2 separate regions of the Sus scrofa genome follow, and region 2 is linked to region 1. Evidence: chromatin contacts called from public Hi-C data. All regions are on one chromosome and are shown on one strand. The core of a region is the stretch at or near the end of the contact, and the rest is flanking DNA. Distances in the headings are between cores, read along the strand shown. Region 1 overlaps NFATC2 (nuclear factor of activated T-cells 2). Region 2 has its middle 21 kb from the start of NFATC2.

What was found. A called contact is a pair of places that touch in the nucleus more often than the background predicts.
Region 2: a contact with region 1 is called in a Hi-C map of embryonic fibroblasts, with 2.0 times the contacts expected there. The contact joins two enhancer-like sites. A contact is called at or near these places in 7 of 47 Hi-C or Micro-C datasets (embryonic fibroblasts, fetal skeletal muscle, heart right ventricle and 3 more) and 1 of 2 datasets of contacts at active chromatin or transcription factors (skeletal muscle).

The regions. Positions count from the first base shown.
Region 1 is chr17:52,808,613-52,813,472 of Sscrofa11.1, forward strand. The region is part of intron 5 of NFATC2 (nuclear factor of activated T-cells 2); the gene reads right to left. Among named protein-coding and RNA genes, the nearest start is that of NFATC2, 79 kb to the right of the region's middle. Within about 2 kb of position 1,344, at least 38 of the 83 cell types and tissues checked have an H3K27ac peak or open chromatin away from gene starts, as enhancers often do. A contact at or near this core is called in embryonic fibroblasts, where this site is marked.
Region 2 is chr17:52,908,662-52,913,726 of Sscrofa11.1, forward strand. No RefSeq gene overlaps it. Among named protein-coding and RNA genes, the nearest start is that of NFATC2, 21 kb to the left of the region's middle. Within about 2 kb of position 1,505, at least 2 of the 83 cell types and tissues checked have an H3K27ac peak or open chromatin away from gene starts, as enhancers often do. A contact at or near this core is called in embryonic fibroblasts, where this site is marked.

The DNA of each region.
Region 1 (4,860 bases), core at 94-2,593:
GCCCAGGGCTGGGGACAGAAGAGAGGACTCAGCCAGAGGTGCTTGGGATGGATGGATGGATGGATGGATGGATGGATGGGAGGGAGGGAGGGAGAAGATATGGATACAGATGTGTCTCAGTGCATCTTGGCACACACATATCTCTTGCTAGCTCTGCAGGCCCATCTCTACATCCTCTTCTGCATCTACAGTGAGAAATGGGACAGGCTGAGGGTTTAACCACAAGGATATACTCGAATGCTCACAGCAACCTTCTGAGGAAAGAAGTACTAGAATTATTCATCCTCGGGTAGGGAAACGAATGCCTAGAAAAAAGTCAGGTCAAGGGCATGTGCTGATGTAGATCTGAAGCCTCGAGACCTGGTCTGACCGGCTCCAGAGCCTCATCTCTTAGCCCCTGCAGCGCCCCCCTCCCCCGATTCTTCAGGAAGGGTTGCAGGAAAGAATCAAGACCCTCTCCGGATGCCTTTCCGGGGCAGGGTGAGAAAGAGGTCCCAGCCAGCACCAGGGACCATCTCCTCGGCCTCGCCTTGGCAGCGTGGGCTGAAGAGGCCGGCCCTCCTCCTGGGTGAGTCAGCCTGAGCTCCTGGCGTTCCTCCCAGAGCCCGAGAACTGGGCAGGGGGCCAACCCTCTCCGTGCCAGGGCCGCGGACCTCCCCATCCGGGAGCCAGGGCTGCAGCCACAAGAGGCCCAAGGCTCAAACCTAACCCTGCCCTCCTGGCCGGCCCGGGCCTCCAGGTCCAGCACCCTGTCCCATCTGCCCTGGAGTCACGATGAAACCTGTCCCTTGAAGAGCAGCCATGAACTTGCCAACATTTACGGAGCCCGCCGTGGACCAGTCACACCGAGACACTTTATGTCAACCATGCAGCCCCACAACTTGCAATGACCCAGCCCCAGGATGGTCTCTCCCCAGCCCAGGCTCAGTCCAGGCCCTCTGTCTCCAGGGCCCCACCAGCCAGTGTGGTTCTAAAGCGCTGCCAGTTAAGAGCACATATTAAAAGGACCTCTCTGCAGAAGCTGCTAATTTCTCCCACATGGGCTGGGCTATTAATCCTTTCTTTCAATAGGGGAGTTTTGTGTGACTTCCTAATTGAGCTGCCACAAATGGAGATTTATTAGCAGTGAAAACAGCAGCCACACCACCCAGAAGAGCAGGTCCAGGCTTTTAAGATCTGCCTTTGATGAGTTTGGGGGGCACGTGGGGGCTTTCGGTCCCGGGGATGGGTGGGGAGGCAGCAAGAGCCATCCCTCCCATTTTGCAGGTGGAAAGCCTGAGTCATCGCGCCTGGGCAAACTGGCCAATGGCTCCCAGCCAGCCAGGCCGGGGACTGGACGTGGCCGTGAGCTCTCAGCGCTGGGCGGGAGGCTGGCCTGAAGCTGCTCTGTGAATCACTGTGCATGGCTGTGAACACGACTCGGCTATTTCCTGAAGCAACCTCGTTGCTTCTCCCTCCAAAGCCTCACAGACTCAAGCACCCCACGGACTCTCCCTTTGCCAAATCGGCATTTCCCACCCCTTCTCTTTCCCTGAAAGAAAACCATCTTTTCTAATGAATATTTAAAGAGAGAGGACGAAAGAGTCCAGTCCGGCTTCCAGTCAGCTTTTACCTGGACTCCAGTCTTGTCCAGTCCAGTGTGGGGACTTCAGCATCACTGGATCACTGGGCGGAGGGGGCCAAGGATTAATTGCAGACCCAAGAGCCCCACCCCAGACCCACTGAACTCAAATCTGCAGCTTAAGCAGGAATCCAGGTGATCCGCATGCACCATCCAGCCCAAGATGCACTGCTTAGTGCTGGTTTACAGTCGAATCCTCTGGCCCTGATCCTAGCACAGTGTTTCTTAGGCCAGGCACTCTTGACATCTGGGCAGGGTAACTCCTTGCGGGGGGGGGGGGGGTCCTGTGCTCAGAGGATGTTGAACAGTATCCCTGGCCTCCACCCACCACGTGCCAGTGGCACCTCCCTCACGTGACAACCCAAACTGCCTCTACACAGAGCTGGATGTCCCCTGGGGAAAAAATGGCCACAACCGTCCAAGGCTGAGAATCACCATTCTAGAGATTCTGACTTCGGTGGTCTGCAGGGTGGGCCCCAGCATAGTTTTTTTCCCAACAATCCTTGCTGATTCCAGTGGCCAAACCACGTTTGACCCGAGGCACCATCATGCTAGGATAATGCAGGACCAGGGGACCACAGTGTCCCCTCTTTACTGCCGCTCGAGCCCTGGGGTCAGAACGTCATGGTTTCAAGTCCTGCCTCTGCCAATTCCTTGCTGTGTGACCCTGGGCAAGGCCCTTCACCTCTCTGAGTCACCCGTGCCGCCTCTGTAAAATCCTAAGACGACCTGCCCTGGCAGGTAAGCAGCACAAGAGATGCTGCGTGTAAACATGTGCACGTGGGAGGAAAACACGTGGTGAAATATGTTATCAAGCACCCAAAGGTCCATCGACGGATGGACGAACAAAACGTGGTCTATCTATACAGAAATATTAGTCACATTGCCACACACTCCACATGGATGAAGCTCAAAAACATGATGCTAAGTGAAAGAAGCCAGACAGAAAAGGGCACATATTGTCTGATCCCATTGGTACGTGTCCAGGACTGGCTAATACAGAGGCAGAAAGCAGGCTGGGGGTTGCTGGGGGCTGGGGAGGGACCCGGCTCACGGGTTTCTTTTGGAGGGGGTGAAAAAGTTCTGAAACTAGACAGTGGTGCTGAGTGCACAACATTGTAAGTGCACTTGATGCCACTGAGTTGTGTGCTTTAAAATGGTCGATCGTGTGCCTCGTACCACAATTTTTAAAAATCTATCTCATATAAGACAAAAAAACAGCTAGCAGGTGCCTGGCACAGGGTAACCATGCCAGCAACTCGTCTTTCCCATTGTTAACTTGCAAAATGCTGCTCTTGCCTTCTCGCTGGGTCATTTTCAAAGTGTCCTTTTCATCTGTTATCTGGCTGACACCAGAGCCCTCCCAGGTAATCAAGGAAGACGCTGCTGGTGCCGTTTTGCAGACAGAACGACAGGTGTTTGGAACCTTGCTTCGTGGAGGGGCAGCTCTGGCCTGTGGGAGGCCGCCGTGCTGGACAGTCCTCGGCCCCAGCTCAAGTCCCCCCAAGGTGACCCTTGCCCAGGGCTCCCCAGCTCTAAACCTCACTTTTCCCATCAGAAAAACGGGGCTGTTCACAGACCCACCGCACAGGCTGCTGTGAGGACTACGTGGGAGACAGCGCGTTGGGCTTGATAAATATTGGCCAGTATGGTGACAGCAAGAGCTGGCGTTCCTGGAGCAGCTGCCCCGTGCTTGGTACCACTGCTGTCCCGCCTTCGATATTTCACCAAGTCCGTGTGGCCCACGTCCACGTGTTTACACACATTACTGATCTTGTCCCTGCTGTTCTTGATGGATCCCAAACCGTAACCCAGGTTTCCTGATCCCGACTCCCAGTATTTTTCAAAGGGAGGTTTCCAGGTCACCTGTGGCCAAGTCACCTAGTGGGGCAGGGGGGAGCTTAATGAAAATGCAGCTGCCCAGGCCACACCCCAACCCACAGCCCCAGAAGCTCCTAGAGGAGGAGGCTGGATATTTGCATTTTGACAATCTTTCCAGGTGATTTGTTACACGCAGTCTGTTTGTGAGCCAAGTCCCACACTCAGAGGCCACCTGAGGCCAAGGGGACCTCCTCCAGGGGGGTGCCCAGCCTCCTCAGAGAGCCCAGAGGCAAAGCAAATGGATCCAATTAGCCTCTGAAAGAGGAACTGAAGAGAGGCAAACAGCAACCAAAATTACCCTCCTGGGGTCCACTTCCCTCTCGCTCTCTGATGCAACCTCCAACACCCATGGCCACCAATTGGGGTGACCCGGCCAGCACCTAGGGGAGGATGCCCCACCAACCCACTGGGCCTCCCAGGCCTGCAGCCGGCAGTCCCCACTGCATCCCACTCAGCTCTTTAACCCTCCGAGGGTCCAGGCCCTCCAAACCCCACGCCCTGCAGCACTCTAACCAAAGCCGGGCCACCATCCCCAGGCCATCCTCGGCCTGCTCTCACCTGGGGTGGGATCCAGTCCCCCTGCCCCCACGTAAGCATGGAGGTGGCCCTCAAAGCCAGGCGACTCCTCCAGGCTTCCCTCCTGCCCCCGGAATCCGGCACTTCATAAAGTGGCTCGGGGCTCCTAGGTTTTATGAGCTCTGAATCACCGGGGCGCTGTTGGTTTAGCCTGCGCCGGTGTTTATTTTCACTAGCGACGGTGGCTGATGGCGAGCAGAGCCCGGTGGCAAAGGGAAATTCACACCTCGAGGGGGTCCTCCAGGTCAGCCTGGAGAGGGGACATTACCGCCCACCTGTCTGCCACATGCCTGTCATGGGGCGCCTGGCCGAGAACCACGATCTCCCCAAGAACCTCAGGACGGAGGCGGGAGGGGCCGGTTGGGCGAACTGGGCTGTGCAGAGTGGGTGGGTTTCGCTAATAATAGCGGATCGTTAGAGCGGCCACAGAGAGCGCCTTGGACTCCAGCACTGCCAGTGCACACTAGTGCTGACATGACAGAACTCACATGTGAGAGGCAATTGATGGTCACGGGTCAAAGGATGCTGCCACATGACTGGCTGCATTTGAAGCCCAGCTCAGTGAGACCTAGCTCTGGGGCCTTGGGCAAGTCACTTGCTCTCTTTGCGCCTGTGTTTTCTCACCTAGAGAATGGGACTTAGTCGTGCTCAAACTCGGAAGGCTGGCTGCAGAGTTACTGAGCTAATGCACCAGGAAGCGTGCGGCACCTCAGCAGGGCTCCGGGCAGGTGGGTTGTGTTTATTTTTATTGCTAAACCTCATGAGACCACAAGGCAGGAGTT
Region 2 (5,065 bases), core at 255-2,754, 100 kb after region 1:
CCTGGAAGAGATTCTTTTCAGGGAACCCTGCAGAGGCAGCCCCATCCCCTGAGACAAGCCCCATCCCTCTGTACCCCATCATCTGAGGCAAGAACAGGGTGACCCAGCATCCTGGTCTGCCTGGCATTGAGGTGGTTCCTAGGACACAAGACTTTCAGTTTTAAAACCAGGGAAGTCTGAGGCATGTTGGGACCCGCTGGTCACCCCAGGCTCGAAAGAGATTCTGCACTCAACTTCCTCCCGCAGTGATGCACGTGCAGGCAATTCCACAAACCATCGTCTCTGAACACAAGCCCTAGCCCAGCACCTACCATGTGCCAGGCCCCGACCTAGGCTCCTGCCCCTTGACCCCCTACAGAGTGATACCCTGACATGGTGAGAGGTCAGCCCTGCACCAGGCAACAGGGTAGCCACCTGCCACGTGTGGCCCTTAAAATTTAAAGTAATTAACAATTCAATAAAAGGTCAGTCAGTTCTTTGATGCACAGGCCACATTTCAACTGCTCAAAAGCCACACGTGGCCCGTGGCTCCCGAGGTGGACAGCCCAGAAGAGACCGTTTCCGTCACTGTAGAAAGTTCTACAGGGTAACATGGGGCTAGGCAACCCGAGAGGCAGGATAAAGTCCAGGCTTTGGAATCAGATGCTTGGCCCTGCCAGGGAGTCAGCTACCCACTCTGCAAGACGGGGATGCTATTAGTGCCTTCCTAGGAGTTGATGTCAGGATAATAAATGCCTAAAGTACACATACACACACACACACACACACACACACACGTATATGTATATACATTTATGCACACATGTATATTATACATAACATATGCATATGCACATGTGTATATATTATATTTACACACATATGTATTTTAAGCTTTTCTACCCTCAAAGAGTGAGTCATGCTTAAGCCAGAATTAATCCGGGTTGACCCTGTAGTCCATGGCCTTCCACTCCAGGCTTCCCTTTATTAAACCCTGTTGCAGCCTCTTTGCAACATCTGGTCCATTTCACCCTCCCCCCGAGCCTCATGCTGGGAGCCCAGTTTATGGATGAGCAAACTGAGGCCCTGTGAGTTGATGTCCCCACAGCCAATCCGGCTTGGAACCCACTTCTGTCTGGCCACAAAGCCCGCGTTCTTGGCACCACAGCCCCTGCCTCCCGGAGGCCTCCCTGGGCACCGAGGTCTTGGAGGCCAGAGGTGCGGCAGGAAACGAGCACGCGGGGCCTCCTCTGCCAGGCTCATTATCGGGGATAATTTTAGACTCGGTCCCACCCAGGCTCAGGTCTCAGAGGCGAGTCCCGATCTCCACAGGTGCCCAGCGCTGCCGAGAGGGGGACGCCTTTGGAACGTGGTAGAAGCAGCATTAGCCACATTTTTATAGAGCCCACTCTTTGTCTCAGTTAAGCATTTTTCCCTTTTAAAGCACGTTAATACTACAAGGGCCAGAGCGGGGGAGTCTCAGCTGAGTCACCTAATTTGCCCTTAGGAGCTGCAGCTTTCGGCTTCTCAGTTTAGCTGCTCCTCGGTTCCTCAGACAATTTCTTTCCTCTCGCGGTGCCAGGGCCAGAACTATTTTGTCCTTTTGAACTGAACCACCCACTGCTTTTCACTTCTCTCGAGCACTCTCCCTTTTTTTTAGGGATGCTCCGAGGGGGGTGGGTGGGGAGCTTCCGCCCACTAAATTATCCACGAAAACTCCCCAAAATAGAAGCTCTCAGCTGGGGTGGGAATGCGCCAGCATGTGAGGAAAAAGCCAAAGAGAGGCTGAATCAAAGCAAATAGAAGGCGTCCAGGTGGCCGTGGGGAGAAAGGCCCAGGGAGCCCGCAAGACATCTGGGCTGGAGGAGACCTTGACTCACCGGGGAAGCCTTTTATTAGAATCGCTTCCCTCCGAAGGCCTCATAAATAAGAAACGCAGGTATTTCTGCTGAGGCATCACTTCCTGGGGCTGCCCCAACCACTGCTCCAGCACCAGGAGGATGTCAGAGGACCCGGGCCCCTTCGAGGAGGGCAGCTGGCATCTATACTCCGGGGGTCCCCTTCACCTGTCGGTCACCTTGACCGCCGACCCGTTCCTGGTCAACGGCCATCAAAATGGACCTGGACGCCCCCGTGTCTCAAACACAGAAAGTGGGATGGACCCAGATGTATGAAAACCAGAAGGGGGAGGGTTACGGATCTTTGTCACGTGATCAATCATCTACCGAGCTCTTGCTGTGGGGCAGGTGTGAACCCATAGAATCCTCTTACCAATCCTTCCATTATCAGTGTACAGAGGGGGATACTGCAGCCCAGAGAGGTTTTGCAGCTTGCTCTAGGTTGCACAGCCAGCACGTGGCAGAGACGGGATTCGAACCCCAACCACCTGGCTCTAGAGCCCAGGTTCTGATCCACGAGGCAATGCTGCCTCTCAAGTGTTATCTCAATTGCTCCACTGGATTAGAATTACCTTCAGCACAAAGTCCAGAATCCTCTATGTGGCCCGCAAAGATCTATCAGACCCGCCCCACCCCTTCCAGCCTCATCGCTCGCCTCTTACACCTTTGAACTCCATGCTTCAGCCTCCAGACATCCTCAGCTTCCTCGTCCATGAAATGGATCTGTATCATCCTCTTAGGGAGACGTGAGGCTCTGATGACACTTTGTCTAATGAAGCACTACGTGCAGTGCCTGGTATGGTGGAAGCGCTCGATAACGGTACTAAAATTGTTACCTGGCCACTTCGTACAACAGTTCTGCAAGGTCTCAGATGGGCCAAAGGTAGCATTGCAGAGGTTTCCCATCCCCCTGAGGATACAAGCCAGCTACCTCACCATGGCTGTCCCCGGCCAGCCTCCAGGTCGGTCCCAGGGGCGCCCATCTGGGGAGTCCTAGTCTCGTCCAGTCCCCTCCCACCCCGTGTAACACTAGGACATTGCCAAAACGGTGGCGTGTGACTCCGGAGGCTAGGTTAGAGAAGAAGTGTGGCTTCTGCCTTGCTGTCTTGGATCCCTCACCCTGGGGGCAGCCAGCTGCCCTGCTGGGAGGACTCTCAGGCAGCCCTCTGGAGAGCTCGCATGGTGAGGAACTGAGGCCTCCCACCAAGAGCCAAGACCTCAGATGATGCAGCCGCATCAGTCAACACAGCGCTCCAGGCCCACGGAGATAGTACACACTTCTTCCTTTAAGTCACTAAGTGTGGAGGGAACAGCAGGTAACTAATACAATGGCCTCTGAGACCCTCCTGCCCCACCTGTCTGACCCCATGGCCCTCCCGGCCCATCCACTGTCCCACTGCAGCCTCACTGTCCTTCCCTACCTGGTCCCACCGCGTGGCTTTTATGCTTCCTCATCCCTTTGCCAGGAACCCTTTGTACCTGGATCTCTCATGGCCTGTGGCTTTCATCCTCTTGGTCTCAGTTCAGATGTCATCCTATGAACATATTCTTCCATGACCCTCATCTCCAAAATCGGGCCCTCTGCCCTAAAGCCTGACCCCTCCCCACAGATCTCAATCACAACACCTGCTGTATTGCTGCAGCGCCTTCACCACTTACCACAAATAAATTATATATTCACTTGGGTACCATAGGTCTCCCCTGCCTCCCAACTAAAACATAAACTCTACCAGGGCAGGGCTTTATTTCATTCGCTGCTGTCTCCTCTGCCCCAAGAATGATGCCTGGCATGTGGCTGGACCTCAACAAGGTTTGTTGAGTGAATAACAGAATACGAACATTGTCTCATCGGTTTGTTTACTCGGTTATGACTCATCTCCCCACTAGACTAGGAAAAGAGGACCATGCCTGCTTTACTTGGGGCTTGGAGTGATGTCTGGAAGCAGTGGGTACTCGGCAAATACTCCTGTCGTGTGTCTACAGCGTGATGTCTCCGAGACAGGCTCTCTCCCAAGCCCTCCGCACATCCTAACTCATTTGCTCTTCCCAACAAGTCCACAGGAGGAAAACAACTATTATCCCCATTTTACAGGTGAGGAAACTGAGGCACAGAGCCCCACGGTGACCAGAGAGTAAGCCCAGACAGTGGCCCCTGGCTCTGGAGCCGGACTCCCGGGTCCTCTCAATGACTGTCGAATGATTGGCCTGAGTGTCTGGCCCCCTGCTCAGCTGGCTGGGGAGGCCCCTGGCTCCATCACATGGCCGGGGAGGTGGAGGAGAGGAGGCTCAGCTGGGGCTGGCAGGGTCGGAGGAACGGGGCGGTGGCCGGGCAGCTGGAGAGGCTTTCCCCGTTTCCAAGCAATGGAAAGGTTCGCCTCATCTGGAAAGAACTCCCAGTTCCGTGGTTGTGGCAGGGACCAAGGTGTCTCCCCGGCCTGGTTCATTTCAAAATACATTGTCTTGCTTTTAATAGCCTCCCTGATCTGCTCTTGGAGGCTCTCATGACTGACTGTTCCCAAAATAATACCCAGCGCCGCTTTTTCCAACGCAGAAGTGCTGAATCTCACTACCTCCCAATCCGCCGCTGGCTGCCACCCAGAGCCCTGGTCATCCCAGGGTCCCCCGAGCCGGAATGTGCCCCAACAGGGAGATTTCCGAGGCATCTGGAGAGAACCCCGGACGCTGCCTGCCAGCTCATCGGGCTGCTTGCTGACTGCGAGTTTCCAGGGAGAGCCTGCCCCTCGGAGGGGCTCCCTCGGCTGCTCTGACTGCGGAGCCGGGATGGGACCAGGGGCCGGCGGAGCCCTCGGCCCTCCTCGGAGGCGGGAGGTTTTTCCTAGAAGCTGGAGAGCTGACGTGGAGAGAGAGGGAACCGGCTTGGCTGGCCGGGAGAAAGGGGAAGGGGGTGAGAAGGCACCATTTATCTCGTCTGCATCTTTCGGAGAGCGAAGCGGGGAGGAGTCAGGCCTTTCTCTTGTTTAAAAAAATGAGGGACATGGACCTAGAATTTTTCTCCTTTTTTTTTTTTTTTTTTGTGTGTGTGTGTGTGTGTGTGTCTTTCTTTTTTTGTAGGGCTGCACTCCTGCGACATATAGAGGTTCCCAGGCTAGGGGCTGAATTGGAGCTGCTGCTGCTGGCCTACACCACAGCCACAGCAACGCCAGATCTTTAACCCACTGATGGAGGCC